Linked DNA regions of Rattus norvegicus: region 1 is linked to region 2. Evidence: chromatin contacts called from public Hi-C data. All regions are on one chromosome and are shown on one strand. Each heading gives the region's core, a stretch centred on a gene start, on an enhancer-like site or on the middle of the called end of the contact. The rest is flanking DNA. Distances are from core to core; before and after follow the strand shown. Region 1 has its middle 400 kb from the start of Efnb2. Region 2 holds the start of Efnb2 (ephrin B2).

Evidence for each region. Hi-C and Micro-C count contacts between places; a contact is called where the count stands out from the background.
Region 1: a contact with region 2 is called in a Hi-C map of the A7r5 cell line, with 6 times the contacts expected there. The contact joins the enhancer-like site here to the promoter of Efnb2 in region 2. A contact is called at or near these places in 3 of 12 Hi-C or Micro-C datasets (the A7r5 cell line, the Rat2 cell line and mammary epithelial cells).

Annotation. Positions count from the first base shown.
Region 1 is chr16:87,880,055-87,886,103 of GRCr8, reverse strand. No RefSeq gene overlaps it. Among named protein-coding and RNA genes, the nearest start is that of Efnb2, 400 kb to the right of the region's middle. Within about 2 kb of position 4,788, at least 3 of the 93 cell types and tissues checked have an H3K27ac peak or open chromatin away from gene starts, as enhancers often do. A contact at or near this core is called in the A7r5 cell line, where this site is marked.
Region 2 is chr16:87,480,919-87,487,577 of GRCr8, reverse strand. It overlaps Efnb2 (ephrin B2), which reads right to left and starts at 2,363. Exons shown (of 5, transcript NM_001107328.2): 1 at 2,224-2,363. The coding sequence starts at 2,354.

The DNA.
Region 1 (6,049 bases), core at 3,539-6,038, 400 kb before region 2:
CTCAGAGTTATGAAAGTGTAGCACCTTGCAACAGTGTGGATAACCCCTGTACACATGGTGCTTGAGAAAATGGAGTCACAGGTAATGGCAGCTGATACCCTGCATCAACCTGGCCAGGTTTGCCACTCAGCTTGCGAGATGATGCTGGAGGTTTTAGATGCGATAGCCACTTCCCTCGATAGGCTTTGGGTAAAGGATAATAGCATCCATAAGGTGAGCATGCTCATCCAATCAATCGAGAAAATACTGATGCTCAGAGGAGGAAACACTTGTGCTTCTAGGCTGGCCTGTTCTCATGACTGCAGCTGATGGCTCTACAACAGACTCTATGGCCTTTAGGCACTTGTGTGGACTCAGTCTTGCTGGGCCCCGTTTGTCAGTCCTATAAAAAGGCACTTACACACACACACACACATATACACATATACACACACATATACATGTACATATATACATGTATTATTATATTAGATGTGTGTATAGATTATTATATTACACACATCATATAGATATGTACATTTTACACCTACATGCACACATATATGAACAAAGTAATCCTATTTATTGGAGAGCAATGACAATTACCAGATTGTGCTGTACAATTCTTCTACATATACAAAATTGTTCAGGCTCTGGGATAGCTCAATTAGTAGAGTGATCTCCTATCGTGAGTTCAATTCTCTGGGATCCCATAAACTGATCCTGTAATGTCAGTATCCAGGAGGTAGAGGGAACACATCCACGGATGGGCTACATACCAGCCTGGTCTCCATGAGACCTTGTCTAATAAACAAACAAATTTTTAAAACAACAGCAACGACAACAAAAATTACAAGAAAATAAAGACTTCCAGAAAGGCCAGCACACTGGTAAGTCCTTTAGATGAAACGCTTTAGGATAAGGAAAATACAGTGCTTTGTGAATCTGTCATGACAGAGGTCTCCTGAGTGTATCAATTATCAATGTGTACCAAGCCATGCATGTATATACACACTTAGAAGGAGTGGTTCTTACTGTACTTAGAATTAGTTCATTAGTTCATAGGACCCAACTACAAGCCATGCAGCAAATGCTAATGTGCGCTGTTGCCACCAACAGGTAAACTTAAATAAAATCCTTTTATACATAATCTTATTTTGTTCTAGACAGAGAAATAACAAGGTTCACCGTACTGCTGACATTTATCGAGCACCATGCAAGGTGAGGAAACATTAACCAATATATCTGTCAGGTAGAGCCACGGGTGAAGCGCATATTCATTATTCTGAACAACTTAATTAAAAACATAATACTAATAAATTATATCCACTAAAATTATTATTTTATTCACTTCTGATTTATATACTGTTTCTCTCTTGAGTAAACGGGAATTTTTATGTGCCAGTAAAAACTTAATAACTAGTATATCAATCTATAGTAAACACCATTCAGGAGCTAATAGGACAAGAGTGATGTCCCTAAAACATCAGGGAAGGACATCAGCCCCAGGAATAGAAGTGTTAATAACTTACAGGCAGCACCTGCCCTATCAGTTCCCACACCACCCTTTTATCTCCGGCTTCCAAGCATTTTACAGCGGTTCCCGGGCTATCTTCAGAAATCACAGGCTGTGGACAAAGCGCTTGACAAATGGACAGAACAGCAGATAAACAGCAGAAACCCTTTGCTCAGAACTTGCTGCTTTGAGCCTGCGATGCCCTTTTGTCTCAACAATTCCCTGATAACAAATTGGTCTACCCTTAGTTTGCCACCACATTCTCTAGATATAAGTGAACCTAGCAGGGTCTCTAAGTGAGCCTGTGAATAATGGTCGTTGGAGGAATCAAGGATCCCTGGTCTCTCAGCTGGCTGCTGAGTGGCTGAACCCAGCTGACACTCCTAAGTAGCTCACTGAAGCTCATAGGAACATAAAGAAACATCCAGAAACGAGTGTCTATAACTGCCCAGCCTTGTGTCAATGCCATAAAATGTGCCTCCTTCTTAGCAATGGGAACCAGCCTCAGAGGCTTGTCTGGATGTGAATACCATGTGGCACAGGCTTAGGTGAACTGATGGGTCTTGCTGGAAATTGTGTTCTTATTTTATAAAGTATGAGTGATTCTACCAACTGTGAACAGCTGTGTAACAGTGGGAGGGATGTTAGTAAGAGCTCTCCCTTCAATCCCCAAGACCCCATCACACCTCAGTAAGAATGAGGGATGTGACAGTTACTATTCAATAGTTTAGTCTATTCTTGCTGCCATAAAAAAAAAAATAGGTTCAGTAACTCATAAGTAAGAGGAATTGGTTCCCCGTAGTCTAGACTGGAAAACCAAAGGTCAGAGCTAGAAGAGATTGGACACATGGTAAAGGTTAGCTGTCTGTCTCCAGCTAGTGGCTCTATTGATGTATCTTCCAGAGGAGATGAAGACTGGGTCTTTCTGTGGCTTTAAAGGGACAAGCTCCTTCCCTGTATGGCTTCCAAAGGACTTACCTATCAGCATCAGTGATAGGTAATAGGTGACATAGGATTCAGTTTCAGCAATGACTTTTGAGGAGGGGGACACATACATTCAAAACTACCAAGCAAAGGCTTAACTCCTGAGACTATAGCATTCTCTTGGAACACTGTCTTGGGCATTACGGAACTGAACAGGTTCCAGCTAATAGCATTATAATACCAATCCAGTGTTGAATAAAGAGGTACCCAGCATGGTCTGTCTCTCCCAGAGGAGGCCAAATGCACCTCCTGAGATATAGAGCTTTTGTATGGTAAAAGGCACACCATTGCGTATGCCTTTCAACCCTGATCCCAAACACACCAATCTAAGCTTCCATTTTCAAAGACACCAAATCAATAAATGCTCACTACGCCTGCAAGAGAGCCGACTCCAAGGATGAGAAAACTTGAAAGGGTTGACAGGTGTCAATGGGTGCTGATTGATTTTCAGGGCCTGTATTAAAAAACCAAGCATGCCAATTTACTTTCTCTGCCCATGTCGCATAACAATTTCAGTTTCCTTGAAATGTATTGCGTCTCTTCCAGACACCACTCTGAGCATTAGGAATGTCTTAGCAGTTTTTCTTGCCTGCAATTCATTTTCTCTGTCTAATACATCATTGCTCTCCAATAACAATTACGGCTTTATCTTCTACACAGCAATCTGCTTGTTGCAGCCACCACCATGCCATTAGTACCACTGTAATCTTCTCTGTCATCAGTCAATAGATTATCTGGTCCCAAGTACTAGGTTAGGAGTGACAGCAAATTCTAGCACCAGACGCTACCGTATGCAGAAAAAGGCTAGTTATCCCATCATGCTCCTTATACACTGGGGTAAAATAGAGTGAAAAGTAGATGAGTATGGCACATAGATTTGTATGGTCTCCATGTTTCTGTAATACTAATATCCATATACTAAAATCCTGCCCCACAAGGTGGTAGTATTAAAAAAGAGCTCCCTGAGGTTGAAGAACTGTCTCAGTTCTAGAAGATTCAGGTTCATTCAGTCCCAACACCCATACCTGGTGGTTCGCAGCCATCTGTAACTCCAGGTCCAAAGAATCCGATGCCCTCTTTTGACCTCCATAGGCACAAATACACGCCAAACATCATACATACACACAAGTAAAAATAAATCTTTTCAAAAAGAGAGTAAGTCAAGCCTCTAGAGCCATGACTCAGAGAATAAAACACTTGCTGCCTCAGCTGCCTCAGCTGCCTCACCACCTGAGCTCAACTCTTGATCCCCACACTAAAAGGAAGAAACTGACTCCCTGAAGTCATCCTCTACCTCCACACAAATACGGTGGCCTGTGCATGACCCCCCCCCACACACACACACATTAAATAAAATTTTTAAGGTCTCATTTAAGAAACAGAGTCTCTGAGTACATCATGAAATTGAGAGTGGAAAAGTTCTAAGAGCCAAAGGACCAGGACATATGCTGAGAGACTGCATCCTCTGTGTGTGACAGGGAAGCTACATCCATGAGGTCTCAACAAAATGTTCACGTCAATAAGACCTGAATAGAGATGATCTCAGTTGACATCATGTGGCTAGGGGAGATCTCAAAAGGCCCCGCCCCTAGATGAACTGCTAGAGACAATTATGGCTGCCAAGAAAGAAAGAGTCAGTCTTCTGTCCTAACTGGTTATCAAATACAAAATGGTCAGGTCAACCCTAAACACATGTACATACAAGTAAATGGGAGTGCCCGTGCCTCTGTGTCATGCCTCTGTGTGTGTGTGTGTGTGTGTGTAAAATAGTAATAAAGATATAAAGAAAAAGAGACAATGAATTCCAAGGGTAAGGAAGATGCAGGAGGTGTTGGAGAAAAATAGGAAGGGGGAAATGTCAACACAGTACCTATACGTGACATGTCCAAAAATAAATATAAAAGCAGAATGTTTCGAACGTGATTATGCCATAGAAATAGAGGCTCATAAAACAAACAACAAAATAACAAAACAAAACAAACAAGCAAACAAAACAGTGCCCTAATGCCCTGAGAAGCCCCTTTCCTCTTCAGTACTCTGGACCAACACGAAGGCACCATCTATGAAGACTAGTGGTGCCTTCCTGAGACAGTGAGTCTCTTGGTGCCCCCATCTTGGATTCCCTCCAACCCGGTTATCACATAACTAGTGATTTGTTTATCCAATAACTATCCAAATGAGTATTCTGTAAGTTATCTGTTCAGGAAAATACATAGCTCTGAAGGGATGTGAAATGGTAGTATGATCCTACTGAACTCTTGTTAGAACATTTAGCCTCTCGGTTCTTAGAGTGAGTTAGATGTAACCTGATCTACATTCACACTGTTTTCCTGTAGTCCCTTTGCTGTCTGTAGCCTCACATGAACCAACCTAGCTGGGCTTCTCTCAGCTGGAGACCAAGGAAAACCACTGTGTCTCACCAGGCCAGGGTGTCTTTTATCTTCTAGTTCAATCACCACCTCCTCTGTTGCCATATTAGTACACCTTGATTAACTGAGTGTGTAAATCCAAAAGCAGGTCAGATTTAATTTACGAATTCCTTTATTCCTTTATTTTTTTTCTTTAAGAATTTGTTTTAAGAGCTAGACATAATTGCATGGGCTAATGATGTAAAACTATCCACATTGTTATTTTGTTTTATCTCCAAACACTTTTCACTTCCACTTGTATGTTTTGCAGATCTGACCAACGAGACGTTCGAAGACTAATCACAAAGGCACGTATGAATAGCAGAGGTGGAATGTGGCCCCTATGCATGGAAAATAAATTTGAAAGTGTTTACATATGCAAATGTCTGGGAGCTAGAATTTCATTCTTGGCATAGAAACTAAGTTTTTAAGCACATGAAAAGCAAATGTTCCAGAAGGGCTAGTTTCTGAGAAAGGCTCGTGTGCAGAGGCATACAGCGTTCATGGGATTGAGCTGATATACGCAAAGGTGTACAGCATTTGTGCTGTTGATGGAACGTGTGCAGGGATCTACAGCATTTCATGGTGCTGACCAAATGTTATTTTAGGGTAAAAGGAAGCAAGGAATCTTGCCTTAAATGTCTACATTTTATCTATTCCATTTTCATCAAAAAACTGTCACTTCAAAGCACTAGAGCTTCATGGGATAAGATGCATTTCCTCAGTTTCTGACGTAAAAGGAGGCACGGTGAAATGAAATGTCATTCTAATTGGGACCATTAAAAAAACAAACTAACTTCTTTCCGCATTTAGAAATTTAATACACTAAATTTCAAAGGAGCTACGTATATGCTTGCGAGTGTGTGTGCATGCATACAAACACGTGTGGACATAAATTTGTATATGTGTATTTGTGTGTATGTGTGTGTATATGTGTGTGTGTGTGAGAGAGAGAAACAGAGAGAGAGAGAGAGAGAGAGAGAGAGAGAGAGAGAGAGAGAGAAAGAAAGAGAGATCCTGGAGAATCTTCACTCCTTCCACAGACTGTGTTCAGTTCCCAGGCTTGTGCTTTTACCTGCTGAGTAATCTCACTGGCTGAACTTCTGTTTTCACAATTTCATGCTCTTGGATACTAAAAAAGAGAGAAAGAAAAAAGGAAGGA
Region 2 (6,659 bases), core at 1,114-3,613:
CCCACCTACCCGCCGCATTTTATCTACAGAAACTTTCCTCTGGAAAAGTGAACTAGGGAGGCCATGCCAGGCACTAAATACTAAAAGGCCCTTTTGTATTACTCTTCCTAGGAAGACGTCTTTCTGATCTCACAGACAGCATTCAGCCACACAGGCTTTCCAAAGACTTCCAGCCATCCTCAGGAAAATTCCAAGACACTTTATTGTGGAGGCCAGGGAGTAATCACACCAATTGCACGGTCCTGCCCCTCCAATACCCAGGGCCCTAGCAGCTCTCTATACATCTGTGGCCACAGCTCGGAAAACTATACTGTTGAAGATCAAATAGTAAATGTAAATTAAGTCACCACTCCCTCCCTTAACACGTTTCAAATCGAAGACATTATTCTCCAGGTGCTAGGTGTGCTCGGTGGTGGGGTTTAAACAACTCGTTATTTCTAATCCTTCCGGCGGCACACCCAAGTATAGTGGTCACTAGGAGCGCAAAAGACGGTTATGTTGCTCGGAAGGGCTTCAGTGGAACTTCTTTAAACTAGATTTAAATATAAATATTAAATCCGAACCGGAGGGGGGGGGGAAAGACTCAGCCTCTCCAAAAGAGGCTGTGAGTGAAAGTGCAAAGTGGAGAAAACAGGCAGCCCGGGGAAGGGAGGGGGGGGGGATGGGCGCGCCCACAGCTAACATTCGGCAGGGAAGGGTGACCTCTGTAGGCACGGCGAGCGTCAGCAGCAGCCACCACCAGGGCCCCAGTCTGAGTGAAGAAGGCTGCAGCGCTCAGATCCCAGCCAGGCGCCTTCTGGCACCACCAGGTGCCTGTAGATCCCGTGTGGCTGCAAAGATACCACGCCAGGAGAGCAAATGCAAACACCTCGCTTTAAAAAACAAAACAAAACAAAACAAAATTATTTAACAGATGAAGACTACACTAGAGGGGGCCTCAGTAACTTTAAAACAAGGGCCTCCTGGCAGCACGCAAAAAAACGTTTTGGGTCATTTACAACTGTAGATTATTTTTTGCTCCTTCTTGGGGAAACATGTTTGGTCAGTTATGTTGGTGAATTTAAAATTTACCACTTTCAAGAGAGTAGGTACAATTCTTTGCTTATGGGGTAATTAAAAAAAAAAAAAGAAAAAGAAAAAGAAAAAAACAATTCGTTCACCTCTACTCTGAAGCCGTGCACCACACGCTCAACTTCAATTAGGCCATTGATTTTGCTTCTAATCTGAAAGGTCTGAGTCCGGCTAGGAGACAGCCGGGTCTCCACGCTCTCCTAGGGCTGAGTCCAGAATTCCGCACAGCACTTTCTGGCGATGGTTGGAAAATGAGATAAGAGGCAGCACCCAGGCGCGGTTACTGGGGCCATGGCTGCATATACCAAGGGATGGCTAGCATTTTCGAAACGCGGAGCGCACCCTGGGAGCCCAGACCTGAAAGTTACTCAGGCCTGGTTTTCTCCCGACTGTGAGCTTTGCTAAAAGCAAGTATGAACAAGGGACTCCCGATCCCCCAAGTGCAAAGGCTGCAGCGTTGACTGGGTAGGGCCCTGAAGGCGTCGTTAAAATTAAGCCACCCAAGCGGACCGCGCCGCACGGGAGCTAGACCACCAGTTGGGACGCGAAAAGAGAGGCCGACATGCAGAGGGCTCGCCGCCGGAGTTTACGGCCGAGCCATCGAGCTCCCCGCACACATTTGGGCTAGGGAAAGGGCGCCGAGGCACCCGGGCTCAGGGACGCCCCGGGCCCAGCGTCCCTACTTCAAAGGGACTCTCCACTACCCCAGACCCTCAGTTCTTGTCGCCTTCTCGCTGGGCCCCGACCCGTGGCTCCCGCGCTCCTCGCAAGCGCAGCATCTCTCCAGTCCCTGTAGCCCGCCAGTGTGTGTCTGTAGCCCGGTTAGTGGCAACGTTCTCCGTCCTCGAAAAAGAAGGGAGGGCCGGGTAACGCCATCAGACACCTTTCCGGACATGCCACCGAGTCGCCAGGGCTTTGGAACCCCTAGAGCACTTGAGGTTGGAGCCCCAAAAAGAGTACCCTTGGAACCCGCGCTCTCTAGCTCAGCCGGTCCTCACCTAGAGAAATGTGGAAGGGTGGGGGGTGGGGGACAGGAGCCCCAGGTTCTAGAAACAGGCTCCAGGGCCTCCTCCCGCCCCGACCATACGGCGTACCCACGGGGCGCCGGCCGAGGGCACCGCGGAAGAGGGAAGGATCATGGACGCCACTTACTTGGAGTTCGAGGAATTCCAGTAGATAGGCTCTAAAACTATCGATCTGGAGATCGCAGTTCTGCACAAAACCATCAAAAGTCCCCAACAGTACTTCCACACAGAGTCCCTCCTGGACCGGGCCATGGCCATGGCCAAACCGCTCCCAGTTCTGCGTACTCCGGGGCGCGATGGGACCGGCCGCCGGTCGCGACCACCAATCCTCCCCGGCGGACGCGCCGCTCCCGCGGTCGCCGAGGCCAGGTGCGCTCACCCTGCGCTGCCCTCAGCGCGCGGGGTGGGGTCGAACGCGCGGGGCGCGGCGGCTCGGCGGACTCGGGGCTCCGGGGCGCCGCGCCGGACGCAGCTGGGACAGCCGGCTCCCGTGCGGCTCCAGGGTGCCGGGCCAGCCGCGGAGGGCGGGCGCGGCGAGGGCACTGGGCCGGGACAAAGGCCCGCAGCGGAGAGACCAGTCGGTGTGAGGTGGCGGGTGCTGCTCCCCGAGAGGGGCCGCCTGACTATAGATCCAGGACAGCGGGCAGCGGCCCGGGCAAGCGAGCGCCTCGTCGGCGCGGTTCCATGTCCTGGAGCGCAGAGAGAAAGGGCGCCTCCTGAATCCTCGCAACTCGCCGCCGCTAAGCAGTCAGGAGAGCACTGGGACCCCCGCAGGCGTCTGACGCGCGCGGGCCTTTGTGTGCGGGGAGGGCGCCAGGACCCGCTCAGCGCGCAGCTCCGCGATCCGACCGGTGCCTCAGTCCCCGCCGCGGAGAGTCAGCGCGCCCAGCGCGCTGTCAGAGCACTATAAACGCGGGGCCCCGCCCAGTCGCATGCAGTCCATTGGCTCGCCGCGCCGCGAGCACGCGCTGATTGGACAGCACTCCCGTCCGTCTGCCGCCCCTATCCGACACTGGGCGCCCAGAGGTACGGCGCCCCTGACAGGTGAGCCCCGCCCCCGGGACCAGCCACGTAGGGCGCCGGGGACCTCGCACTAGTGGCCCCGTGAGGCGCAGGGCACAGGGTTGGCCGCCTCTTAGCCACTCGCGACGGCAGGGTGGCCTCGACCTGCAAGTGCCTGGGCTGGCGAGTGCCCTCGTTAAGACAGAGCGAGACCTGGCGAACGCAGCGTTCCGCCGTGCGGCGCTCGCTCCCCGCCGCCCCCCGCGCGTACGGCGCCCTAGTCCTTCGCGGATTCCTTTGCGCCTCCAGTTGAGGGTCTTCTAGCTTGATTCTGGCACCAAGTGATCCAGCCCGGCCTGACGCAAGTCAAAAAAGACTCCCGCGAGGCTGCGAGCCTTAGCTGCCCACAGGCAGTGAGAGCCCGTCTGCCGCCCATCCCGACCCCGCGCTCCAACTCCGTGCGCCCCGGGCCTATCTCCGTGCGCCCGCTCCCTTTCCGGTCCTCTCTCCGCAAGAACAGCGCCTCCAAAGCTCCACTGCCAAAGTCTGAGTGGATTTTTCTTCACTAGCTCCCGAGAGACCCCGCGACCCCACAGTGGCCGGGAAGTTAGGGCTGACCCGGACGACTATCAGTCAGAGAAGTGGCAGTTGTGGTTCTCGGTTGCTTGCCCAAGACCGATTTTGAGAACTGCACCACGGCTGTGACTTCTACGGATCCACAGCGCCCACTAGCGCCCACTTTTACCCTCTGTACTTCAGAACAAGCCTACCAGCTACCGAAACAGATCTTAAGGATCCAAATACTCCCAAGTTGAAAAACACTTAAGAGGCCCGGTAGCAAGGAGAGCACAGTAGGTGGAAGGCACAGTCTCATGTATAGCCCATGGCCCAACAAAAATTAACCACGTCTGTTCTTAAAATGCTATCCATCAATACCAGAGTTTCTTCATATGGAACTAAGCAGTTTCCACACCAGTATCTTTAAACACAACTCCCACGTGGCTGTATGAACACCGGATTTAGTTACTATGACCCCCCCCCTTCTTTAAAGCAAATTTCGAGCTCTAAAAGTGTTGGCTTTCAAAAACTGTAAGTTAGTGTGTGCTAAGAGTTGATTTGGAAAAACTCGTCTTAAACCAAAACACTAAAACATCCAAAGTATTGAGCACACTCACCAAAATACAGCTTTGAGAAAAGCTTTTCTGTAATTACTATTTTTAAGTATGCCTGCAATACGATTGGGGGTGGGGTATTGAGATGGGATTCACGCTAGGCTAAGGAAGGGCTACACGCACACCAGGAATGTTTTTTGAACTTCCTGACTGAAAAACTGACAGGCACTGCTATTTGACCTTTACTGGGGGAAGAAGAATAAAAGGGCACTTTTTTTTTTTTTTAAGATCTCACTTAAGAAATTCATAGAAATCTAGTGTGAAATTAAAGGGTTTTTAAGTCATGGTCTGACTCAGTATGTGTTATGAAATTTAAGTTGTGACCTCTTAGCTCCCCATACATCCTCTCTCTGGTAAACTAAAGGAGGAATTTTGTAAGGTCTGAAAATAACCCAGCTTCTAAAAATACCATTTTCAGTAAGCCAGATATTCTAACACCCAAAGCATTTTTACTTTGGGGTCAGTGTAAATGCACTTTTTAAAAAACACACACATAATATTCCTACTGTGTGACTTTACAAGGGGACATGGAGCTAATTTCAGATATACCTGTAGTAAGCAGATACCTGTGGGCACAAGGGGCCAGTGACTGCACACAACATTCTGGTCAACTGTTTATCCAGTAATTTGGGAAACTAAAACACAACCTCAAACCACTCATATTTAATATTACATTTGTCATCATCCTAGGCAAAAATGCCATTGTGTTTTACACAGATGGCGACCAGCAGAAATTCTAGAGCCTGGCCACACCACACTGCAATGTCTCCGACTGGAACTTCATTTTACAAATACATTCTTGGGTTTGTTTTGAAAACAGGACACAACTCTTTGCCAAAGGACAACAAAGTACTTCAGCAGACGAAGTCACTGAATTCTAAAGCTAAGGATGTTTCTCAGTCAGTAGACTTTGGAATTTTAAAAGTACAAGTTATTACAAAATATAAATGATTTCTTACAGAGAGGAAGCAAAGCTGAGTTTCAGAAAGAACAATTCACTAGCCAGTAAAAATGTACCATACACCACACCTTAAAGCCAATGCTAACCACTCTGGTCTTCAGACTGTTCTTCAACTTGACCACATCAAAGGCTCCCAATCTTTGATTTGGAGGGGAAAGTGTGATCACATTCCTTAGGAAAGGGTTGCAGTCAACTGGCTCTAGTTCAACCTTTTCTTTTATGTATTAATGGAAAAAATAGTATGCTTCAACTGCAGTAATGGTAGTGCTATTTGTATACTGTAAGCAGTGTAGGCAGTAGGAAACGAAGCGTTTCCTAATGTGAACTGAGGGGTCTAAAGGTCCATGAAGGCCCACCCTGCAAACTGGGTTAGGTATTGTGGTAGACAAAGCGCCAGTGTGTAACTGACCTTACCATAAACAAGGTCTCTGCTTTATGAACCGATTAGGTAATTGATAAGGAACATGAAAAGTCAAATGTCACTGCTTGTAACCTACAAATGGAACCACTGACGGCAATACCTAGGTAATAGGGCCATGTTACAAATGGCCCAAGAGGGACTTAGAGTCAACCAGTCCCATGCTTAATTCTTTATCTGCCAATTCAAAGGGAACAGCCATTTTGCCCTAGGAGACCCAAGAGCCACCCACATGTATAGTGAAGAAGCACTTTCATTTTAATCCCATAGTTATGAGATATTTAACAAAATATGACTGTGTGAACCTTCTGAGTCATCAACATGCAGTTCTTTAATTTACTGGTTTCAAACGAAGTTTAAGTATGAAAAATGCAATCATCCTCACATCCTCCACTCAATAATCTGAGGATTGAAAGGGGAACCACGTTCTTTTCAAACAGTACTTGTCAATCCAACGACTGAGTGTAAAAGTTGTACCTCTACATATTTTGCAGAGCACTCTAGTACAAAAACAAGCACTGTGGTTTGCTTTAACAGATGGGGCTGAAGGGCTCTCAGCACACTGGAATCCTGCGACTCTGACCTGCTCTGCTGCAGTGCAAGGAGAGCAGCCCAATCATGATAAATGGCAACTAGCTACACGTGTATGGTGCTACGCATTAGCCAGTGCAAACCTACATTAAGGTGACTGTGTCCTTCGTCAGGACGACTCAACTCTAAAACCATCGGCATACACTTATGATGGCAAAGGAATCTAGGCCAGCTGAATGGCAGTCCAACCAATGGACAGGTAAAAGGGTTACTGCCAGGGAAACACTATCTGCATGTCTTGCCTTTAAACCGAATAGCAAGCATTTACCATACTTCTGGAGCTGGTGGTTAGTCCTGTCTTCAGCACCTCTCATGGCCAGTAATGCAAGGTGCACCGACCACTCTAGGTGAGAGGCAACTGAGGACAACTGTGATACCAGAGGCTTGGGCTAAAAGCAGGATGGGAAATGTCCAGTAAC